Regions from separate parts of the Sus scrofa genome. Here regions 1 and 2 are each linked to region 3. A link is a contact called in public HiChIP or PLAC-seq data. All regions are on one chromosome and are shown on one strand. Each heading gives the region's core, a stretch centred on a gene start, on an enhancer-like site or on the middle of the called end of the contact. The rest is flanking DNA. Distances are from core to core; before and after follow the strand shown. Region 1 has its middle 260 kb from the start of KLF6. Region 2 has its middle 310 kb from the start of KLF6. Region 3 has its middle 84 kb from the start of KLF6.

The links. HiChIP or PLAC-seq counts read pairs in DNA pulled down with a chosen protein or histone mark.
Region 1: a contact with region 3 is called in an H3K27ac HiChIP or PLAC-seq map of alveolar macrophages. The contact joins two enhancer-like sites. A contact is called at or near these places in 1 of 47 Hi-C or Micro-C datasets (embryonic fibroblasts) and 1 of 2 datasets of contacts at active chromatin or transcription factors (alveolar macrophages).
Region 2: a contact with region 3 is called in an H3K27ac HiChIP or PLAC-seq map of alveolar macrophages. The contact joins two enhancer-like sites. A contact is called at or near these places in 1 of 47 Hi-C or Micro-C datasets (liver) and 1 of 2 datasets of contacts at active chromatin or transcription factors (alveolar macrophages).

The regions. Positions count from the first base shown.
Region 1 is chr10:66,224,762-66,228,763 of Sscrofa11.1, reverse strand. No RefSeq gene overlaps it. Among named protein-coding and RNA genes, the nearest start is that of KLF6, 260 kb to the left of the region's middle. Within about 2 kb of position 1,348, at least 39 of the 83 cell types and tissues checked have an H3K27ac peak or open chromatin away from gene starts, as enhancers often do. A contact at or near this core is called in alveolar macrophages, where this site is marked.
Region 2 is chr10:66,172,003-66,176,203 of Sscrofa11.1, reverse strand. No RefSeq gene overlaps it. Among named protein-coding and RNA genes, the nearest start is that of KLF6, 310 kb to the left of the region's middle. Within about 2 kb of position 2,878, at least 23 of the 83 cell types and tissues checked have an H3K27ac peak or open chromatin away from gene starts, as enhancers often do. A contact at or near this core is called in alveolar macrophages, where this site is marked.
Region 3 is chr10:66,401,805-66,406,195 of Sscrofa11.1, reverse strand. No RefSeq gene overlaps it. Among named protein-coding and RNA genes, the nearest start is that of KLF6, 84 kb to the left of the region's middle. Within about 2 kb of position 2,270, at least 19 of the 83 cell types and tissues checked have an H3K27ac peak or open chromatin away from gene starts, as enhancers often do. A contact at or near this core is called in alveolar macrophages, where this site is marked.

The DNA.
Region 1 (4,002 bases), core at 99-2,598, 180 kb after region 3:
GCATGGGACCCAGGGCAGCTGTCTCTGGGCCTGAGAGCAGCAGGGCCCCCAGTCATACAGCCAGAGAGAAAGGAAGTCTGCTACAATCTGAAGGGGTGAGTCGGGTTCTCCAGGGAAACCGGAGCCAGGAGGATATACAAGGATACAAGAGGGAACTCATTTTTGTTTTTTTGTCTTTTATTAGGGCCACACCTGACATATGGACGTTACCAGGCTAGGAGTCGAATCAGAGCTATTGCTGCCGGCCTGCACCACAGCCACAGCAACACAGGATCTGAGCCTCGTCTCTGACCTACATCACAGCTCAGGGCAACACCGGACCCTTAAGCCACTGAGCGAGGCCAGGGATCGAACCCATACCCCTCATGGACACTATGTCGGGTTCTTAATGCACGCAATCACAACAGGGACTTCTAAGTTTGCTGCTTAAACTATGTGTACAATCCCTGCTCTGAGTGGAAATTTCTGACAATTGCGTTTTGTAAAGCAACTACCATCACAAAGGTGCCTAAGAGCCAGAGCCCAAACACTGACCCCAGCACATCCGACACTGACCCCAGCCCCCAGGGTGCCCTCCTGTCGTCATCTCTGGGTGACCTAAGGGATCCCACTGAGCACGACTTGGCCTGATACGGAGGGTCCTTTGTGTTCTTGAGCTTCTGTTTCTCAGCTGCGCTCTGTGGAGGGATCTGAGACCGCAGGTCAGGAATGAGCCGTGGACATCGACCGTAAGTCAATGAGGAATTTTAAATTGCTCTCTCTATGTACATACGTGGAAACTTCCAGGTTTCTTTCCTCAGTTTCCAGGAAGAACACTTACTTGCGGCTTTGACCCTGAGGTCTGTTTTCGGGCCGTATTAAGTTGCCTTATGATTCTGCAGCACATGACGATAAATAAAGAGAGGCAGAGTGTAAAAGTCATTTTACTTCTGAAATACCTTCTGTTGTAAATAGATACGCGTTTTCCAGAAGGCTCAGAAAATGTGCTCATTGTAACCTCATCCAGAGTTCTTTCTTTTGTTTCCAAATCCGGTCCTTCTGAGACCCTTTGTTCTGAGTTCATTGTGCAATATTTCCCATGTGACCATGTTTTGTAAAATCGACTCAGATTTTACAAAACCTTAGTTTATGTTCTAAACATGTCTTAACAGGTCCCTAATGAAAGTGTGGTCATTGATTGACAGAGAGGAAAAGGGAACGAGAAAAGCGCAGCTTAGTATAATAAAGTTTCCTATGTCAATGTTAGGTTTTACACTCAAACAAAAGCTAAATTTGGGACACCGATTACATACCAGCATTGATATGAGTCATTTCCTTCCATGATAGCAAAACCCAAGCCCTAACTTCCTTTCTTAGGGTAAATCTGCATAAACCAGCAGATTTCAGATCTCAATTCTGCATGTGTGAGTTCCTCAAAAAAAAAAAATCTCAGTTCAAATTTGTACCTTCAGTGGAATTTTAAATAATTCCAAGAATGAGAGTAGCTGACACCAAGCATTAGATATTAGTAGAACAGTTTCACTTTCAACAATGAAATTCTATGTCAGTTAAAATTTTGCAGATACTGTGAAAGGAAAAGTGAAGAAATACTTGCATCGTAACAAACTAAGAAGACCTGCACTGAACTAAGACACAGACACACACAGACAGACACAGAAACACAGCAACACACAGAAACAGAGACATACACACCCCCTACAATGATGAATGTCATTCCACTTCTGTTTCATGCGGAACCTTAATAACCTAGCACTTTCTTCAACACATCAGCCCACTTCATGTTCAGAAGTGAAAGGAAGAAACTGCCATCTAGTTCAGCGCTTTGAAGATTTTCCGGGAGGAGAAGAATGTGCATATGACTGGTCACTATGCTGCACAGCAGAGATAGACTCAACTCTGTAAATCAACTATACCCTAATAAAAGTAAATTTAATTAAAGCTGGTTAAAAAAAAAAAGATTCCAGGACCTTTTCATTCTGGCCTTAATAAACCTGCTTGCTCTGCTCCCTTCTCCTCCAGGGAGGGATTCTGCCATATGTTTAGGAGGCCCGGGACGTGGACCTTACACCTTTCGCCTGATGTGTGGGCACAGCAAGTTGAGGAGGGCAGGTGGCGGGTGAGGACTAGGCTCTTTCAGGACCCCTTGGAGGAGGTTTTCCAGAGAGTGACTCTGGACACCAGGCATAAGTAACCACAGCTGGTCTGTGGACGAGCAAACAAGGAAGGTCCAAACTGAGAGTCGCTGGTGTGCGGAAGTTCTAGAGAAAATCGCAAGACCAGGTGAGACCTCGAAGGGAGTGCGTGTGGCCGGAAAGGGCAGAGGAGGCGGTCCCGCCTTGAGGCGCCAGCGCTCAAGGGACTGGAAAGAAAAGCAGTGAGCATGGCAGGTGGAGGGGAGGGAGAGAGCAATGGGGACGAGCTGGGACTGGCCGGTGCCCTGGAAGCTCAGCGCGCGCGGGAAGCGCTCCGGGTGCCAGCGGCTAGCAACTCCTCCAATGCGGACAAGCGCTGCGACCCCAGGGGGAGATGCCTGGCGCCTGGACAGGACCTTGGGGTGGAGGGGGTGGGTGAGCAGCGGAAAGCCTGGCAGGGGACAGTTCACCAGAGAAGAGTGTGAGAGGAGAGGCAGGAAAGGCAGGGATGAGGCTTCTCAGGAATTCCACCCCCAGGAGACCCGGGTCCGAGGGGGAAGGAGAGGCGGCCAGAGGACCCAAGCTTCTCAGGAGCAGGTAAGGAATACCCGCGTTTGCAGGCTGCTGGGAGGGGCTGAGCCAAGCAAGTGCGGGACCTGGAGGAGAACGGAGACTCCGGGGAGCTGGGTCCTTGGAAGGACCAGCGATGAGAGCAGGTGCAGGGGGCCCGGCTCAGCGCAGGGGCACAGAGCACTCCTCCCTGGTAACAGACAGGGACTCAAGTGCACGGTCAGGTGGGACAGATGGGTAGTTAGGCTGGTGGAGGGGCCTCTTGGATTCCTCAGCAAAGGGAAAATACAACAACCGCGGAGACGGGGCCTGGGCCTGCGGTCGGTGAGGCTTGGGGGTGGGGTGTGTGTGTGTGTGTGTGTGTGTGTGTGTGAGAGAGAGAGAGTGCAGGCCCCCGTGTGCGGAGGAGGAGGAGGGGGAGGGAAATGCCCTGTATCATTAGGATGTGGGGCTCGTGTCCTCAGCGGGCATCGTGTGGGTGACCTTTGCCTAAAAACACCCCTCCGCCCGGTTGTGTGTTTTCCGCTGTGTCGCAGCCGCAGGTGGAGCTGTTTTTCACTGGGGTTGTGCTTTTCTCCAGGGAGCATCTCAAAACCTGGGAGGAGCAAAGGCGGGGGGTGGGTGGGTGTAGACAGGCAGGGATCACTGGACCCACAAATCCTCTTCATAGGAACGAGGGCGGCGGAAACAGAAGACAGCGCCGCGGAGGAGGGGACCTCGAGGTGGAAGAAAGCGTGGACAGAGCAAGCGACCCCGCAGGCGCGGGGCGTGGAACAGCGCCCACGTGCTTCGGTCACAGCAACAGGGGGATGCTGTCACAGCGGGGCAGGAAACGCGTGACGAGCCCCTGGGCCCGAGCCCGAGGTCGCCCGGGCCCCTCTCTCTGCAGAGGATGCCCTGCCGTCTTCCTGCTCCGGGCATCCTCTCCGCCCAAAGGCCGTCCCTGGGCTGTCGCAGGGAACCCCGCCGGCCCTGCCTCGCCCTCCGCGGAAGCCGGGACCCACGCGTTAGTGACCGCGCGACAGCATCGCTGTCTTTCTCTGCAGCACCTAGGGGACCTACACCAGGAAGCCGGCCCCTCCTCACCAGTCAGACCCAGCAAGGTGTTGCCTCCGGCCTACTCATGCCAACTCAATGCGCAATTTTTATTTATTTTTTAATTAAAAAATTATTATAGTTCATTTACAATGGTCTGTCCATTTCTTTTTTTTTCTTTCTTTCTTTTTTTGTCTTTTTGCCATTTTCTTGGACCACTCCCACAGCACATGGAGGTTCCCAGGCTAGGGGTCGAATCGGAGCT
Region 2 (4,201 bases), core at 1,629-4,128, 230 kb after region 3:
GAAGGGCTGTGTCGCCCGTTTCAGCAGCCCAACCAACACACGGATGACGTTACAACACAGGCAGAAACTTCGAAAGAATGGGGAGCATATATATCATCAAATGCTGGGTAAGTCTGAGACCATTTGGACCTGGAGCAGGGAATAATCATAAAATCATTGTCATCACATCTTTTGTCAGCAGCCACCACGCCTGCTAAGTCTGGTCCAAAAGAATAGCTCTCTCAGTACAGACCACTAACAGCCAAAGAAAAGGACACAGCGAACTTTGTAGAACAGATAGTGACTCCTAGACTTTGAAAAACTTATAGTCTCCAAAGGAGAAAGGTTGGGGGTGGGAGGAGATGTGGGGTGTTTGGGACCGAAATGCTATAAAATTGGGTTGTGATGATCATTGTACACCTGCAAATGTAATAAAATTCATTAAAAAGACAACAACAAAGACACCCCCCCCCATGAGAAGGAGATTACTGTGATGAAGTGAATCAAACATGACGACGGAACATGTACCAAGTATCTCAGGCTCTCTTAACCTGAGGTATCGAAGCCACCTGTTTCACGTTATGAAGCAACTAACGTTTTGATCCCAATTTTGGAAAATATGCTTTAATTCCTTCAAAAGAGTGAATAACTACGTTTAAGAACTGCATTTCTAATCACCTAGGAAATGCTGGGTGGAACAGAAGTTAAACCTTTCAGTAAGATTCTCAGAGTTCTTGACACGCTGACTTCCATCGTCCGTCTCTTGAGGGGAAGAAGTCCTTGTTTCTCCATGATCTCCGACCAAGGCAACACTGGTTTTCGAATTACATTTCCCCCTCTGGGGAGTGCGGATTCATACACGCTTTGTAAACACCACCTTCAAGTTGTGACCACAGCTCACACATGCACACGCCTCGCGAGCTGGAGAGACCTAAGGCTTTGTCTCATGTGAAAGTCGAAGGAGCTGAAGGCATTGCCCAAAAGCCCAGGAGGATCACGTACACAGGCGGTAACCCTGGCTTTTCCACTTTCGTGGGGGTCTTTGGCAAAGTACTTAACGTCTGCTTACCCAAGGTTCCTCCCTGGACAGCTGTGATGGTGACATGGCTGTGTTGGTGCGGGAACATCAAATACAGGAGCGCATAACACACAACCACTCCGTGTGGGCACAGTGTGCCGTCAACTGCTTATTCCTCCTCGCCCACATCGTGCCCACCGGGCTCCGCCGAAGAGAAGGTGTAGCACACTCACCAGTGCCCTTCTAGTTGCTGGATCCTAACTCACCTCAGAGGACGCTTACAGCCCTGTCTTAGAACCAGGCATGTGCTCGTCTGCCTACCTTGCAGAGAGGGCGATGCCCACTCAACCATCCCGGCCTACCTGCCACCTTCTTTCTACGTTGAAGACGGCAGGTGAGACCGTTCCTTGAGAGCTGGGTCTCCTCATGCCCAGGACTCTCTCACAAAGAGGCTGGCATGTTGTGCCACGAAGGCCCAGCCCTTTGGAGAGAAGGGTCTCTTTCTTACCAGTTGGCTGCAATTTCTGAAACTGCCAAGGTGAATATTCCTCTTCAAGGCCGTAAGGAACCTCCTCTCCCTGAGTTAAAGCTCGGAGGGACCTGGGAAGCGTTTCGGGTGACACGACCTGTTAGCATCTGTGGGGAGAAGACAACTTCCTTCCACACTCAGCCTCCGTGGCTGGGTGGCGGGCCTGAGAGTGCAACTGACATCAGGCGATTACAAGGAGAGACGCAGGAAATGGAGCTGATGTATCTGCAGGCGCGGGAGTCTTCAGAAGGAAAATGAACACAAAGGAAGCGGTTTGGCCCAAAGGTTTATGTAATTTCTACACAAATCATGACAAATCATGGGCTTGTGACAAGACAGAGGCTTGGACTGGGGCAGGAAATCGCGGGGCGGGCGAGGAGCCCTCGCGGAAAACCGGGGTTCTTTTCGTAGATGGTACAGCTCCGTTCCGACGGGCGTGGACGAGACTGTTCTGCTCTGCCTGGTCCAGGGAGGGCACCGTTCTCCTGGGAAACTGGATGAACTGGTTTCAGGTTGAAAGAGGGAGGGCAGAGAGCCCTTCCTGCATCTGCTGATTTTCAAACGCCTTCAACGCTAAGTAATCCATGTGCCAATTCCGCAGATTTGGGGGTGCTGTGTTCTGAACCCTTTACGCCTGTTGTCAGTTATAGCTGCTCCAAGCCCTGGGAGGTGAGAGGGGGAGTTCAGGGGTCTTGGCTTATCTGGGAAGTGGGAACTGGAGAGTGGGAACAGCCCCCCAGGGATGGGGTGGTGGACAGTCTAGGGCAGTTTGACTGCTCTTAGAGGGACGGTGCTGACAGCCGAGGAGAACCTAGGAAGATAACATAAGATCCAATGGACTACAGATCTGGATGTGTTTTATTAACTGCGGCATGTCAGACAATTTTTAAAAAGCATGAAATACATTCGCCTTGAATTGGCAGAAGGAGGCTGATTACATGATGGATGTTATACTAGGTAACAAGAAAGTCTTAACATACTCCCCAAGGTCACATTATTTTGGGTTTTTTGGTCAAAAGATGATGCAACAGGGCCTTGAGAGAGCCACGGGTGTCTGCAGAGTGTAACAGAAGTCAGATGAGCTCACAGTTCTGAGGAAGGCCTGTGCTGGCTCGCAGTCTACGTTTTGTGGTCTAATGAGAGGCTAGAGTCTATCACGCTGCAGCAAAAGTGAAGCAACAAACAACAACAAAGCCGGAAGAGTCAACCTCACCCACCCTTCGTGTTCACCGAGGTTGGGGCTCTGGGCTACGGAGCCCGGGCTGCTGTAGCAAAGCAAACCAGGACTAGGGTTCACTCTTGGCAGCAAAGGCAATGCTGGGGTTTCCAGCCGCTGGCAAAGTGCAGGGGACGGCGGATGGTGACTAAGAGGAAGTGCTGGGTGGTGAGGATTCTTGTTAAACCAGCTCGGTGGGATGCCTGCTGGAGAGGACCAGGCGTGGGGTGCAGGGAGGGGGGATCTGACCTGATAAGAGGGTGATCAGACGCCAGATGTCTCGTGGAGGAATTCTTGATAAACTGACTTAGAATTCTTGATGCACCCGGGCCACGGAGGCCAGGCCAGGCTGGGGGCCGAGGTCGAGGCGGGGCTGAGAAGAGCCCAGAGGAGCCTGACTCTGGTCCATTTGGTCAAGGAGAGTCCTTGCTGTGCCCGAGCCTGGGGTGAGCTTTACCCGGAGGTCCCAGGTAAAGCTGTCAAGCTGAAGGGCCCCCAGAATTCCAGTCTCTGATCAAACCCTGTTCCAGGGGATCCCCCTCCAGGGAACGCTCGGGATGACCCCTCGCTTCTGCTTCATGGACACACAAGTGACTTTTAATCTTTATGGACACACAAGTGACTTTTAATCTTTTACCTAAAGTAGACTTCGGTCAGCGCTGAAGAGGTTCGGACCCAACTGTCCTGTAAGCCGCTCCTCCTCCCATCTTCAGGTCTGAATTCAGACTTTCCGCTCCTGGGTCTGTTATCTGCGCAAAAAGTCTTGCCACTTTTTAAAGGCTCTAACCTATGAACAGCCATTTCCGCTGTTTCCTGCACACTTTCTAATATCTCATCTGCTTTCCCTGGAAATCCAGTGCTTGATTTAGACACGATTCAATCCTCTGTCTTTCTGAAGACAGCTGCTGAATGAATGCTTCAAATTTAAATGCTGCCCTTAGCTTACGCTCCTCCTGCTTTCTTAAAAAAATTTTTTTTTTCTAGAAAGCATATACAGTGTATCCTGCTGTGGATTAACCTGCATTTTTTTTTTCCTTTAATCTTTTGACTTGCAGTTGGAAACTGCTTCCAAGTGAGAAATTTTCCAAAATAGTTTCATTTAAAAATAAGACTTTAAAAATACCTTTGTTGCAGAAAAGGCACTGAAAACCCCAAAGTCATCAGAACACGCTCTCTCGTTTAAGGCTATTGGTGACCAGAGCAACTTGCCTGAAAGGGATCTTAGAGCAGATCTTTTGGAGACAAGGACCCCTAATGACCAGGGTAGACCTGTTCCCGCTGGTTCTCCCCCCACTCCCCCGCCTCGGGGGCGCTGAATGGCTCCCACGAGCTCCTCCGTCGATTCTCCCCACCGTTCTGTGATAGTCCCATTTTACAGAAGAACAAAGGGAGGCTATGCAACGTGACCCAACCTGCTCAAGGTCACCCAGCAAGAGCACGAGAGGCCCTTGTCCAGGGG
Region 3 (4,391 bases), core at 1,021-3,520:
TGGCAGCCAGCAGCAGAGATAAATGAGTCACTTATTACCGACGTCACAGGGAACTCCAGGCCACAGATACTGTGCAGGGTTTGAAACAGGAGACAGAGAGCATGTGATTAAAGCTGCTCGCTCCATTTAATGACAAGACCCACAACAGACAAGGAATCAGGAGGCACGACAGACGCTCCTCCTTGAGCCACAGAACGAGGGGATAAGGGGACTGGGCTTCAGGAGTTAATGGGCAATGATCCACGGGGTGGGGCGGGGGGGGGTCTCCCTCTGCTTGTCAGTACATTCCATGAAGCCTTACTGCACCCTGGGGGCAGAGCCACCCAGACCGTGAAACACCTTCTGTTGCAGGCTGAGTGGCCTCATTTCCAGACCCTTACCACACATGCTCAAAGCGGTTTGCTGGGTTGCCCACTTTATTTAAGCCATCATCTCACATTTCTAGACATTCCCGGAGACGCCTGTGAATTCAAGGTAGGCGAGGAACGTGGTAAATTAGAACAAGTCCACCTTTCCCTCGAAGGAGAATTTCCTGGCAAAATTGAGCCTTGGGGTCAGTTATAGTCAGGGCATTCCCAAGGCTGGATGACCTCCCAGCCTAAGTCTGCCCCCGGACACAAACCGGTCTCCCCAGACTCCCCTGCCCTGCTCCTTTTTGCTCCTGAGGCTGCTAATCATTTATTAGTCAAATATGCTTGGTAAGGAGTTCCTGCTGTGGCGCAGCAGATGAAGAATCTGACTGCAGCAGTGCAGGTCACTGCTGAGGTATGGGTTTGATCCTTGGCCCTGTGCAGTGAGTTTAAGGATCCAGCGTTTCTGCAGCTTTGGCTTAGGTTGTGGCTGTGGCTCAGATTCAATCCCTGGCCTTCCCTATGCTGTGGGCGTGGCTGAGAAAAAAATGCGTGAAGAATAACCATTGGCTATAGTCACCAAGGAGGTCAAATCACCATCCTTGACCTCAGGACCAGTCGTCGAGGACCTGATAAAGTTATCGGCTACTTCTACCCAGTCAGAGGGCTTGAGGGTGGGTGCCAGGGGGCTCCCTGCGGGCAAGGTCACAACCCACCAGCTTTGCAGCCTCTGTGCTTAGTCTCGCACCTGGCACATTGACCTCTGTGGATACACGTGACTTCAGTAAGGAGCGAATTGGAGCAACACGATAGGGAGCTATTTTCTGGGGCGCTTATCTCCGGGCATGGTGACCCTGACAGGCGACCAAAGGTACGGAGATCTGCTTAATGCACACTCTGACGGTGACAGCCGAACGGCATGGCAGGCAGCAATTTTTTACCAAGGGACAAGGGGGTGGGGTCTAGGAAAAGGGGGGTGGAAAAAAAAATTATAGAGATGGAATTGTTCCTTAAAATTATATCTTCACGTTTATTTTTGCAGGTGTCATTGTACATGTGGAACCTGAAATACTGAGTTTCTTTGTACATCAGAACTAAATATCCCGTTTTACTGCTGCATCCACTGCTGATGTCTTTGAAGCCTTGCAAGAAGAAAATCACTACCTTACGAGCAGTCTTAACTGAATCAGCTATTTTGCACCAATCAAAAATGTATCTATTTTTATCAGGATACAAAAAAAAAAAAAACCCAATACGTCTATAAGTAATACAAAGTTGAGGATACAGGTGCTAATTGATTGACATCCCCTAAGAGCACCGCCTCCCACCTCCGCACACCCTGGTCTGACGTCCAATTTTAAATTAAGACTGGTAGATAAATTCTATTTTCTGTAATTTCATTCAGCTCTAGGCCCGAGTTGTTTGGGAGCTACTGGCCTGAGGCACTAAGATTCTCATCAAAGGGACAGACTAACGAGGGTTTCTTTCCAAGATCAAAGCATGTCTTTGTTTCTGGGTGATTACTTTTCTTTTAACGGCGGTGTTTATTTTTGTACACATGGTCCTTTTTGTTTGTTATCTAAGATGTTGTGAAAATATTGCTGCCAGGACTTCAGCGCCGAGTGGGACCCTCTCGGCCTCAGTTTCTCTGGGCGTCTGTTCTGGGCTCAACTGACCTGTGGGGACGGGACTCCCCGCCCTCCCGCCTGGCCCCTGGGCCGCCTGCCACCCACCTCTTCAGCTATCAAAGGCTCTTTGGCCAGAGCGGTATGTTTTGGTTTCATCTCCAGGTACTTTGGACTCGGGAATGTTTGGCAGGAGAGAGAAAAACAGAAAAGGTCAGTTTCACTTGAGGCCCCATGATGCCAGCGGTCGTTTCCCACAAGTGACCCGGCTCTGACTCAGCTTTCACTTTTCTTGTGACGGCGTCTCTGATGGCATCCACATTCCAGATCAGCCGGCGAGGGAGCAGCGCGAATCTTGGCATCCACACGGCGGATGCTCAGCCTCCAGCCGGGCCATCTCCTGCCGCCTGTCTTTTCCCCGCAGGGGTGCAAGCTGGCAGGTAGACCCGGGGGCCCCCAGTTTTGATCTGCGTGGTATTTTTAGGGGAGAGACTGTGAGCCAACATGAAGAAAGGGGAAGAGTTGATGTACGCATCTAGTGGCTGTCTGCTGAAAGTGGTGGCCATCTAGCAAGACGAGAGCCGCATCTCCCCGAGGCTGCAGCGGGCCAGAGATGAGGGGGTAGCCCCTGCCTTTTGCAGGGGAACTGCCTTCTTCCCTTTTCCGCAGTCTCCAGCACGCCTCACAGTGGCCCCTGCTGAGGTCAGGTGATCCTTGCCAGTCACGATGGTGCTTATACGCCAGTTTTTCTTACTTCCAGCCTGCATTTCTCTCTCTATGCCTTTCTTGGCCCACGCAGGTATTTGGATTTGCAGCCTCTCCTCCACGGAGTATTTTATTCATAAAATCCCAGCTTTGGGTGCTTTGGGAGGCCATCCAGTTAAATGGCTAAGCGTATTTTATTAACCGCATTGACTTCCTTTAGGCCCTGTCACTATCACTTGGGGTTCCTCCCCTTGTCTTCTCCTGAGAATAGGCTGGTATTGTTTCCCACCGGACACAGAAGTCAGCCTGTCAAAGTCAGGCAGGGGACAGGCACAGGGGACGTCCCATTTTACGATGGACCTTTTACCTGGATGGTCTCAGGTAGCTCTCAGGACAACTCGGAAAGGACTTTTTATCACCTCTGCTTTATAGACGGAAAGGTCACGGGGGGTGAGGAGCTGGCCCAGGACAACACAGTGGGTGGGGGTGGGGTGGAGCCCAAACAGAGTCCCTCCCATCTTGCTCCCTCACAGAAGATGGTACTGCCTTGTCGAGTCCTGGGCTTGACAGTTGGAAATCTTTAATTATTGTCAGAGGAGCGCTAGAATTCCCCAGCTGGATGTCTTTAAAGACAAAGACTGTATTTTACTGTTATTATCATTACTAGGGATGTGCCCCCAGCATGTGGAAGTTTCTGGGCCAGGGATGGAACCCACACCATGGCAGTGGCAACGCCAGGTCCTTAATCTATTGTACCACCAGGAAACTCCCAAAGGTTGTATTTTAAAACAAGGCAAAGAGAAAGAGAGCTATCATGAGTGGTTTCTGGGTTTGAAAACTATTTCAATTTTCTAAGGACTGACAGTTCATATAACCTGCATGGCTGTCATTCTGCATCTCTCACATGCGATCCCGTGTATTCTGACTGCAAGTCATTATTCGATGGTGTGGGAGGAAGACGACTCTCCAGCGTTCAGGCTTGGAATGAGCAGCTTCCTCCTGCTCCCTTTCCGACCAAGCCCTCTGCTCTGGGCGTTACTTCTCAGCTGCTGGAGGAGAAGGTATTTCCCTTTCCTTCTGACATTTCAGAGATGCCATTTGATATGTCAGCTGATGTGGTCATTTTTGCTACAGCAACTTACAAAGGCTGCGCTTCTTCCCAACTGCTGCTCTCCCAGGGATCATCCCTTACCCATGGAGACGGCCGTAAAGAGGGGCCGTCCTCTCAAGGCTTTTAAAAGGATTTCTCTAGAATCATATATGCATGTGTGTGTATGTATGCATATATGTGTGTATATGAGTTTCAAACACTAAAAAATTTATTTTGCAAAATTCACTTCCAGTGAAGGGAGGAAAGGTGATTTGTGTGATTCCCCCTCCCACCTGGTGACTCAGTTCATTTCAGGACGATGGTTTTAAACAGAATCATAGCAACGGGGGAGCTTGATCAACGCTTGCATCTATCGTCCTGAAAACTGAATTCATACCAACCCGCTATCCTACAAGAGAGACTAGGTCACCCACCTGAACTTCCTTTTGGATTTCCATCTCGATGTTCCAAGAGAAATAACGATTTTGCGGGGTCCTTTCTTGCCTTGAAAATGCTGGGATTCACTCCATCTCGTCCTCTACCCACGCCCTCAGCAACGGACAGTGCTTCCTCTCCAGGGACGAGTCCCTTATGCTGCTTCACCCTCCTCTTTAAAGGGGC